Regions from separate parts of the Mus musculus genome. Here all the other regions are linked to region 3. A link is a contact called in public Hi-C and promoter capture Hi-C data. All regions are on one chromosome and are shown on one strand. Each heading gives the region's core, a stretch centred on a gene start, on an enhancer-like site or on the middle of the called end of the contact. The rest is flanking DNA. Distances are from core to core; before and after follow the strand shown. Region 1 overlaps Fstl5 (follistatin-like 5). Region 2 has its middle 370 kb from the start of Gm23644. Region 3 holds the start of Fstl5 (follistatin-like 5).

Evidence for each region. Promoter capture Hi-C pulls out the DNA fragments that hold promoters and counts their contacts. Hi-C and Micro-C count contacts between places; a contact is called where the count stands out from the background.
Region 1: a Hi-C map of cortical neurons shows a contact between it and region 3. The contact joins the enhancer-like site here to the promoter of Fstl5 in region 3. A contact is called at or near these places in 12 of 39 promoter capture datasets (the C10 cell line, the HPC-7 cell line, cranial neural crest and 5 more), 1 of 484 Hi-C or Micro-C datasets (cortical neurons), 2 of 115 datasets of contacts at active chromatin or transcription factors (astrocytes and stem cell-derived neural progenitor cells) and 1 of 9 other capture datasets (liver).
Region 2: a contact with region 3 is called in a promoter capture Hi-C map of embryonic stem cells, with 3 times the contacts expected there. The contact joins the enhancer-like site here to the promoter of Fstl5 in region 3. A contact is called at or near these places in 8 of 39 promoter capture datasets (the C10 cell line, embryonic stem cells, hippocampal neurons and 3 more) and 2 of 115 datasets of contacts at active chromatin or transcription factors (astrocytes and pancreatic cancer cells).

What each region holds. Positions count from the first base shown.
Region 1 is chr3:76,678,682-76,682,325 of GRCm38.p6, forward strand. All of the region lies in intron 15 of Fstl5 (follistatin-like 5), which reads left to right. Among named protein-coding and RNA genes, the nearest start is that of Gm23644, 420 kb to the right of the region's middle. Within about 2 kb of position 1,995, at least 12 of the 459 cell types and tissues checked have an H3K27ac peak or open chromatin away from gene starts, as enhancers often do. A contact at or near this core is called in cortical neurons, where this site is marked.
Region 2 is chr3:76,738,084-76,741,644 of GRCm38.p6, forward strand. No RefSeq gene overlaps it. Among named protein-coding and RNA genes, the nearest start is that of Gm23644, 370 kb to the right of the region's middle. Within about 2 kb of position 1,343, at least 5 of the 459 cell types and tissues checked have an H3K27ac peak or open chromatin away from gene starts, as enhancers often do. A contact at or near this core is called in embryonic stem cells and stem cell-derived epiblast-like cells, where this site is marked.
Region 3 is chr3:76,072,453-76,076,062 of GRCm38.p6, forward strand. It overlaps Fstl5 (follistatin-like 5), which reads left to right and starts at 2,109. Exons shown (of 16, transcript NM_178673.4): 1 at 2,109-2,522.

The DNA.
Region 1 (3,644 bases), core at 745-3,244, 610 kb after region 3:
CTCTAGCTGCATATGTATCAAAAGATGGCCTAGTCAGCCATCACTGGAAAGAGAGGCCCATTGGACTTGCAAACTTTATATGCCCCAGTACAGGGGAACGCCAGGGCCAAAAAGGGGGAGTGGGTGGGTAGGGGAGTGGGGGGTGGGTGGGTATGGGGGACTTTTGGTATAGCATTGGAAATGTAAATGAGCTAAATACCTAATAAAAAATGGAAAAAAAAGGAAGAAAACTTATGAAGAAAGCTGAGAAAGTGATAATGTCATGTGAAAAATCAGTCATTAAGAAGTCTTGGGGCTGGTGAGATGGCTCAGTGGGTAAGAGCACCCGACTGCTCTTCCGAAGGTCCGAAGTTCAAATCCCAGCAACCACATGGTGGCTCACAACCACCTGTAATGAGATCTGATGACCTCTTCTGGTGCATCTGAAGACAGCTACAGCATACTTACATATAGTAAATAAATAAATAAATAAATAAATCTTAAAAAAAAAGAAGTCTTAAAAGAGGAGGTATCAGCTTTGTCTTTAAATACAGTTATACTCAGTTACTTCACTCAAGCTGCTTTGGAAACTTTTCTCCATTCCAGACATAAATCTTCAAGCAGCATAGAGTAGTTATTTCCACATAATATGCTATTTAACCCAGTGACCTCAGAAGACACTTAGCTAGTATTCTGAAAAATATTAACCTTTCCTTCATGAGATAAAGTAAATATATAAACACCACTTTAAGAATTGTTCTTGCTAAAATGTGCTACCCATTCAAACTAGAGTTCTATGACATTTTCTGAGAGATGGATGCCGTATTATATTAAGCACAGTTACCCAGACACTGAAAGATAAATATTGTGTGATTTTTTTTCATACACAAATCCTATATGTAATTTCTGGGCATATGTGTATTTTACATGTGGGAGGCATAGGTGCTGAAACTATAAAGAGGACCACGAGGAAAAAATGAGAGTTGTTGCAGGAAGGAGGGAGGAGAAAATAAATAGAGGGTAATAGAGTATGTGTGATTAAAAAATAAAATGCAGAGAGGGGGATCCTAGTGCAGAACAAACCATGAGAAACAACAGGAGGACTAGGGGCCAAAAAAAAAAAAAATGGGAGAAAAAATGAGCAGACCAAAGCATGCATGAGAATATACTGGAAGACCTTTACTCTGTACACTAATTTGTAAATGGCTTCTTTATAAAATAAAGAAATATTTTCCCTTTATGGGTGATCTGGTTGGGTTTTCAGGTTTATTTAATCCTTGTTTCTACTCAGCCTCAATCTGCTGAGGCACAGTATAAAATGCTAGAATGAGCCAAGCGCTGTCTACTGCCTTGGGCATCCTTCAAATTGACTTGGTTCAGATGCTGTTGTGACTAAGCACAGCTGACATCAGCTTCCCAGGAGAACAAGAGTTTAACTCTGCCCTGGATCTGTCCTGTTATCCTGTGATGGAAAGCTCTCGGCCAGTTGCAGAGTAAATGGGACCTACTGTAGGCCTAAAAGAGCACTCTTGCTATTTGAGAGAAGTAAATGTAAATTGAGTACCATGCAGGAAACAAACAAACAAACAAACAAACAAAACAGACACGGAAGAAACTGCATAGATTCAGTGGGAAGGTTATGCACATTATTTTGCCCTGTCTTACTGTATCTTGTTTCGTCCTTCTGGCTGTCATCTCTCGGAAACATAGTCTTTTTTAAAAGTGAAAACAGAGGAGGGTGTTCATATAAGGGAGAGGAGAGGTGACAGTGTGGGGTGGGGCAGGAGCAGTGGAGGGAGGGAAAACTGTGGGAGGTATTGTATGAGAGAAAAATCTATTTTTTAGTGAAAAAGAAAAGAGAAAAGATTCAAATCTGTTGGTTTAGATAGACAATGTTTCTGAGACAGAACATGAGGCATTTTACTAGAAATAATTCTTGGCATGATTTTTCAAGACAGCATTTTCTGGAAGTCTTTAAAGGAGGATTATCACATTTTATACTGAGCTGAATGCTGTTTTTATTTCATTTTTACTAGCCAAGACATGAGCTTGGAAAACAACTTGCCATACGAGAGAGGTGGTGATTACCCAATATGCTTTTGAAATCTGTTTCATGTAAAGAAATAGAATTTTGAGCCTCATCAATTTTTAAACACAAAGGAAGTACTTGACATACTGTAGTGAAAAAAAGTTATAGTCGCTCATTATTAATTCACAGATCAGCTGTTCAAGCAAAATTGTTTCTGAATTTATAGCAAACTAAAAGGAGCATAAAAGTTATTTCTTCCTTGTGGTTTCCATAAACAGCTTTAGCAGGTACTAGGTAATAGGAGCAGTATAAATGCCTCTCCAAATAGATAAGTGGGGCTGTGATCAGGCAGGAATGCATGTAATGTTTGCAGACCACCAGTCTGTTCCAAGGCAGCACTCTGGCTTCTCCCATACTCTTTCCCCCATTAAGAAAGAAATGTGGTGCCTTATATTATTACCTATTTCTGAAAAATAAAACAAAATCTCCAAGGAACTTTAAAGAGTTGCATATATGGCTCCTGCAGGGATGCTCAAATCATACCTGTTGTTGTTACTATTATTACACAGTCCATTTGAAGAAGCCAAGGCCAAGTTAGACAGGTAGCTCTAAGTCCCACTGTGGATAAATGGCTACTCAGATATGTGTTGGTATTTCCCGTGTTCCCGTTAGACCCCAGGAATTATGTAGTCTCCTCCTTTATTGTTCCTAAGTTATTTACATTTTACAACATTCTCAGGCAATATCAAGAGCTCTAGATCTATGAATCTTATTAACCGAAGAGGAAAAGCTAAGATGGTCAGACATCTCCAGAACTTCTATAAAATATCCACAGTAGTGATACTGATACTAAGTACTCTTTATTTTTAAATTAGTTTTATTTATTTATTTATTTATTTATCTATTTATTTATTTATTTATTTATTTATTTTTGGTTTTTTGAGACAAGGTTTCTCTGTGTAGCCCTGGCTGTCCTGGAACTCACTTTGTAGACCAGGCTGGCCTTGAACTCAGAAATCCACCTGCCTCTGCCTCCCAAGTGCTGGGATTAAAGGCATATGCCACCACTGCCCAGCATCTAAGTGCTCTTAAAAGTTGGCAACCACCTGTAAAAGTCACTTTGCAAATGGCTGTCAGATTCTGAGTTCTGAGCCAGTTTGTACTTCAGTGACAGTTCTGGAGCTCTGAAGTTTTGTCTAATAGAGACGAGGAACAAATTTGTATCTCACTGATGATTATTCATTGTGTATGTACAATGTCTAAGTTCAATATTCTGTATTGCACAAAAAAGCTTTTCTTTTAAAAAGAGGGTTTTTTTTTTTTTGCTTTTTGATTTACATTCATTCACTTATGTTTATATATGTGTATGTATTCTGTTGTTGTTATTTGCTGTGCATGCGCATGCGCCAAGGTGTGTGTGTATGTGTGTGTTTAGCTTGTCGGAGTTGTCTCCTTTTCCCATGTACATTAAAGGACTTGAATCATCTGAGTCGGCAGCCAGAGCCTTTACTCTCTGAGACCTCTTGCCAGCGCCTTTCATCAGCTGCTTGGATACAACTTACTGAGTATTTTATGTATAACATTCGATCTGCTCTAAATAACTCAACACAAGAAGAATTTATAAACATTAATGAAG
Region 2 (3,561 bases), core at 93-2,592, 660 kb after region 3:
AGAATATATTTTCAACAAAATCACAGTAAATTTCTCTAACCTAAGAAAGAGCTGCTTATATATGTAAAAGAGGCTTACTGAACACCAAATAGAACACCAAAAGTGATCAGAAAACAAAGCTCCCCATATCACCACCTCCAGTTAATAATCAAAACAATAAATTTTCAGAATAAAGAAAATATTAAAAGCTGCAAGGGGAAAAGCCAAGTAGCACATACAGGCAGACCTATTAGAATTATATGAGACTTGTTAATGGACAAAGGCTCTGAGACTCTAAGACTACAAATACCCCTGCAAACTACTATACCCAGCAAAACATTCACTCACCATAAATATAGATTTGTTTTTCCATAACAAAACTACAAAACTAAATCTAAACAATATATATCCACAAATTCTTCTCTACAGATGATACTAGAAGAAAACACCCATGTAAGGAGATTAACTACACTCAAGAAAACACAGGAAATAATTTTATACCAGCAAAGCCAAAAGAAAGGAAATACCTGCACCAGTGTTTGCATATGAATGCATGTGCACGTGCGTACACACACACACACACACACACACACACACACACACACTACCCCCACTAAAATCAAATTAATAAGATTTAAAAATAATTGATCATTAATATTTCCCTATATTTGACTCAATTGCCTAGTAAAAGGACTCAGACTAAGAGAATGAATGTAAAAGCAGGATCCATCATCCTGCTCCATAGAAAAAACACATATCAACATTAAATATAGACATTACCTCAGAGTAAAGGGATGGACAAAAAATTGCAAGGAAATGGATCCAAGAAACAAACTGGTATAGCCATTTTAATAGCTAACAAAATAGACTTTTAACAAGAATTAATCAAAGAGGCGAGGAAGCACACTTCATACTTATCAAATTAGATATCCACAAAGAAGATATCTCAATATCAAATGTATATGCCCAAAAAGTAATGATATCTGCCACGCACACTGGGAAATGCTAAGCACTCCAGTGAAGTCTGGTTGACAGGCTGCAAAACCTAGAAGCACTCATGAGGCAAAGAGTTTCACAGAAACTCAACTCCTGGAGCTTTGGCGTTGTCATTAGCCCGTATACTCATACCCTATCCCCACGTTAGTCTCGTGTATGGATCCACGTGCTCTATTTTAGTATTATTTTATAATAAGTGTCTTTTAAGATTGAATTCTGACATTCGTAAGCCCCCATCAGTGTTCCAAGGTTCTAGAAGCCTACAAAGCTTGGAATCTGGCAAGAATGCAGTAAGGAAGTTATCTATTCAGTAACTAATTCAGCATTACAAAAGACAGAGCCAACAGCTTAGGGCTAGTCTGCAGAGTATTTACTAAGGACAACAGCTCAGAGCTGGTCTGCAAAGTATTTACTAAGGACAGTAGCAAATAGCACCCATACAAGGGAATACCATGATAGAGCTAGGGAATCCCACTGAGACAGAGATCTCCTCTACAGCTAGGTATAGCAAGCTTCATATTAGAAGTAAGTTGGAGAATTCTTCTGACAAATGGAGATTCTCCAGATATTTAAAAGTTACACTCATAAGAATTTAGCAAGGCCTAGGAAATAGGCAGGGGGGGGGAGGGTTGTGGTATTGCAGTATTCATGAAAAGGTCTGCTATAAAGAGTTTGATGTGCGACCTGACAAAATACATTCAGATTCTACACAATCTCGCGTTTTGGTCTGTCTGTCATCTGCCGACTCCTTGCCCATCTGCACCCAGAGACTCCTTCCACGTAGACAAAGGGACCCAGAGGGTCTGCAGCAGATATCCACATTTGTTAAGGAGATACTGCTAAAGATTAAATCATACATCAATCCCATTAATCACAGGACACTTCAACACCATATTGACAACAAAGGGCAGGCTATTGAGACAGAAATTAAACAGAGGAACAGTGGAAATAACAGACATTACAATATAAATGGACCTAACAAACATCTATAGTACATTTCATCCAAACACAAAAGAATATACCTACTTCCCAGCATCTCATGGAACTGTCTCCAAAATCGACCATATATTTTGTGACAAAGAAAGTCTTAACAGATACAAGAAAACTGAAGTAAGCCCCAACATCTTATCGGAACACGATTAAAACTGAACTTCAACAAGGAAAGAAAAAATAGAAAGTCAAAATAAACACATTGAAACTGAAAAACTCTCCATTGAATGACAAGAAAGAAATGAAGAAAGAAATAAAAGACTTCCTAGAATTCAATAAAAATGAATGTACAACAATCCCAGCTTATGGGACACAATGGAAGTAGTGCTAAGAGGAAAGTTCATAGCACTAAGTGCTTTCATAAAGAAATGAATGAGATTGCATACAATTGACTTAATAGCAGACATGAAAGCTCTAGAACAAAAAAGAAGAATACATACTCAAGAACAGGCAGAAAATAATCATACTCAGGGCAGAAACTAATAAAATATAAACAAAGAGTACAATGCAAAGAATCAATGAAATAAAAAGTTGGCATTTTGAGAAAATCAACAGGATAAATCCTTATAATAACCCAATTAACAAAAAAAATCATAAATTAAAAGGGGCCATAACAAGAGACCAAGGAAATCCACAGAATCAATAGGTCTTACCTCAAAAATCTGTACTCTATAAAACTGGAAATTCTAAAAGAAATGGATGTGCGACCTGACTTACCTGCATTAAATCAAGATTATATAAACAACCTAAATACATCTAAAATCCCCAAGGAAATAGAAGCAGTCATTAAGAATCCCCCAACCAAAAGTGTACCAAGGCTAGATGGTGTTTTGTTGTTGTTGTTGTTGAAATCTACCAGACTTTCAAAGAAAAACTAATACAAATACTCCTCAAATTATTCTACCATATAGTAGCGGAGAGAATATTACCAAGCTCACTTTATGAGGCCACAGTCACCCTGATACCTAAATAACACAAAGATTCTACAAAGAGTGAGAATTTTAGACCAATTTCTCTCATGAACACTGATGCCAATATACTTAAGAAAATACTCAAAAACTAAATCCAAAAACACATTAAAAAAATCATCTACAATTATCAATTAGGCTTCTTGCCAGAGATGCAAGGATTGTTTAACACAGTCAAAATCTGGAAACAATCCAGATGTCCCTCAAATGAAGAATGGATAAAGAAAATGTTCATTTACACAGTAGAATATTATTTAGTTATTAAAAATTAGAACATCATGAATTTTGCAGAAAAAATGGATAGACTAGAAAATAGCATCCTGGTTTAGGCAACCCCTAACAAACTGAACATGCATGACATGTACTCACTGATAAGTATATATTAGCTATAGAAATTTATTTGGTAGTTCATAAGAAACCTTAGGATATATCTTCTTCAAGATTCAGGTGTATCACTCCTTGGTGTATCTACAAAGGCCATTCCACCTTCCTTCAAGGACACTTGCTTAACTGCTTAACTGTATTAACTTAGCAATTTTATTTGTAGCAGTCATAAACAACCTTGCCAACATGAATTGTCCTTTGAGTTTTTGATCTTGGCCATTCTGACTGGTATTAGTTGTAATTG
Region 3 (3,610 bases), core at 859-3,358:
GCCCCCTCCCCCTCCCCCTCCCCCGCCCCCCTCCGCCCCCTCCCCCGCCCCCTCCCCCTCCCCCGCCCCCCAACCCTGGCTACTCCAGTGGAGGATGCATTAGAGCCCATGATGCCTGTTTGGTGTATGTGTTTCTGGGCATGTCTGTCAGAATTGCTCTACTTCCTATTGCTCTTTCTCTCATTTCTCTCTCCTTTGCTCTCTTCTGTTCTTTTTAGAGATGATGAGAAAACAATTAGCATCCCACCTTTGTATTTGGAAGCTTCCCAGTCCACCCTTTTTAGACTTTGAATAATTGTATGATTGCCTCATTTGGATTCCTACCCTTAATGTCTTATTACTGGAGTGAACTGAAAATTAACGCTGATTAAATAATTGCCATAGGTTTTCTTGCATTCTTACAAGACTATATAAAAATGTCTTATGTATTTCTGCAGTAAACTATCAAATCTTCTCTGACGGCATAGCATGAGGACATCAAAGCAATGCCTGGGTTATTTCTCTTTCCACCGCCAGCCTAAGGGCAGGCTATTCAACTGGCTTTGTTGTAATTGTAATTGACAATACCCACCTGCTCCCATGAATTACCTTTCATTTCCTGCCATGGTTTCTAAAACTGTCATTAAAAGTGCACCAGGAACAGAAACAATAAATCTACGCGCACGCGCATGTGTGTCCACATAATGAGCAGCTCAAAATAACATTTGCCATTTATATATTAACATAAAGTTGGTAGTCGCCAGAGGAGACCAAAGCATGGCAGATTGCTCTGCATCTGAGAATTATTGTCTTTGTTTGTTAAAGATGCTTTCCCAGGAAACCCAAGTTGATCATCTAATTAACGTTGCTGGGAACACAGGAGTGGTCCCAGTGAGAAGTTTGCTTAGATTCCTGGAAAACGATGAAGAACTCGTGTAATCCTGTGGAAAATAGCACATTTAATAGTAGGTGTTTTTTAAAAAAAATGATACACATTTTATGAAAAAGCTTTATGTAATTAAAAATCGTGGGCTTAGTTTTATATACTACTTTCTGTTCAATTAACACTAGGTGTAGGAAGTTTGTGTGGAAGGTATGGGGCTGTACCTGGAGTGGTTTTTTTGTTTGTTTTTGGTGGGTTGTTTTTTGTTTTTGTTTTTGTTTTTTTTTGTTTTTGTTTTTTTTGGTTTTTGTTTCCTTCACAAGTCAGAGATCACTGTGGATGTGACCTGTCTGGGCCTCTTCCTTTGTCAAAGTCCTTTTTGTAGCATCCTGGGACAAGGAAGATCATACACACTGAGAGAACTGCTAAAAGCTGTGACACTGCTTCCAGCCTGTTCCATCTTTCATAGAACAAGTGATGTATCGGACATAATAAAAACTGTACAAGCTTCTTGGTTTGGCGATGAGAGTTGAAGCTGAGAACTTTCAAACAAAGCATTATTAATATGAGCTTCTAAAATCCTGCCATCTCCAATTCTATGAAGCTTATCATAAACTAAACAGTCACATGGCAAAAAAAAAAAAAAAAAAATCCTGTTTCGGAGAGGTGGCAAGCATTACAAGCTTTCAAATACCCTTCCTGCGCTCAGATATTTTTAATTCTTTTCCAGTCAAGTTTCTGCAGCAGGGCCTCACTCCAAGAGCCCCATATAGGAGCAGAAGTCTGAATCAGGTACCCACCCACAACCAAATGAGAGAGAAAGTTTGGTCTGGAAGATTAAAGGGTCTGATGCATGAGACAGGACTGGATGACTTCTTGGTGCGCAGTTCTTTACCTCACAGTCCCATACTAGGAAGCCTGGTCTCCCTAGCGGGCTGTGAGGTCGCAGAGTCCCGGGATCCGCGGTCCCAGCGAAGGAGGAGGCGCAGACACCGCCGCAGCCTTTATAGTTTCTGCTGGGCTCCGCGAATGGAGCATAAAGTCCGACCAATGCCCAAATGCTGATTTTAATCTTGAGTCTGGTCCTCTGGATTGCGGTAGCTGAACCCATCAGAAGCCCAGCCAAGGGGCCGCCCCTCACCTCCTGGAGAGTTAATATGCAAAACAGTTACGTCAGATGTGGGGGCGGGGCACACCGGGGTTGACGGGCAGCCTGGCTTTTGCGGAGGGAGGAGGCGCGAGAATCATCCTGGTTCAGTGACTGAGACAAACTGGACGTGAGCGGAGCTGGTGCTGTCCACAGAGTGTCGGTGCTGAACCCCGGGTGTAAGGGATCGCCTGCTTGGGCACCTGGAGGCAACGCCCACTGGAACCCTATGTGCCCAGTGGGACCCGCTTCACCACAGGACCCAATTTAACTTGACAAAGGAGTGCGACTCGGACGTGGGAGAGACTCCTATGTTTGCAATCTGGGCGCCCACTCAGGCGTGACTTTGGAGATTCTGTAGTTCTAACTCAAAGTATTTGGATTTTTTTTCCAACCTAAGAGGATCTTTTCATCGTTATTATTTTTCTTTTTTCTTTTTTACACTGTGACTCATATTTTCACATCATTTAGAAATCTTTTTGGAGGACTTTTTTGTTTTTTACTTCAAATAAGGTAAGAATAGAATATTGTTATAAATGATTGCAAGTGGGTGAGAAATGCAGGCAGCCGTGAAAAAATTTAAAAATAAGTTATTTTTATTTCTATAATTTGAGACAGGACTTTGGAAATAATTATAAAAATTAATAATTTGATACAATAGAGATGCTCTTCTAATAATACTGAAGACCACGATTATTAAAGTGTTAAGGAAGTTGAGAGCTGTCTGTTTTTGTGAACTTAATGTCATGATACATCTTGCTTTATCAGTGTAAATATTTTAGATGAATACTTGTAGTGTGGCTTGGGTTTGTAACTGTTCAATATCAAGCCCACAAATATGTGTATGGATGTGATAAAAATTTCCAAGTTCTTTAAAATGCATTTAATTTAAAAGCATATTTGAATGACCTACTGTTTGCATAATAAATAATATTTTGTGTGTCTGAAACATGAATTGCAAAGTGCTGAGCTTGTTAACATGGTTTGGAGGGGAGACGGAAGGGATAGGGCTATTTCTGCCAGGCTGGCTTCATTTACATATGTTGTTGTGCAGCGGGTGCAAATAAAACTAGTGAAACTCAGTCTGTGAGGATTTCACACCCAAGGTCCTGTGAATTTCCAAGTTGGGGACTGCTTGTTCTGCTATTTCCTAGTAGATGTCATCTCTCCCCAGCCCGTCAGGTCAGAGGTGAATGCAAATGAGATACTCTGATTTAATAATATAGTATCAGCTTACATTATAGTGTTGACTGCTTAGGTGATTGAGTGAGGCAGGTAAGCTTGGGTTGAGAAGATGTCTTGCTATTTCATCAACCTTTAACCTCTTGCATGCTTAACAGAGAACGTTTTTGACTTAAAAGGTTTCACGTGAAGCTATGTTCCTTTTGTCATTTGGCAGTGTGATCTGAGTGTGTTTTGAAAGGAGAACTTGGTATGGATAAACACCATACAAGACTGCTCATAGTGAGCAAACACTAAATGGTGGAAGTTACTTGGTGTTCCCATAGATAGTGCTATTGTTCACACATGTATTAAACAGATGAGATATGTCTGGGAAATGGTGTGATTCTCCATTCATGGCATTCAGTGACATTAGATGG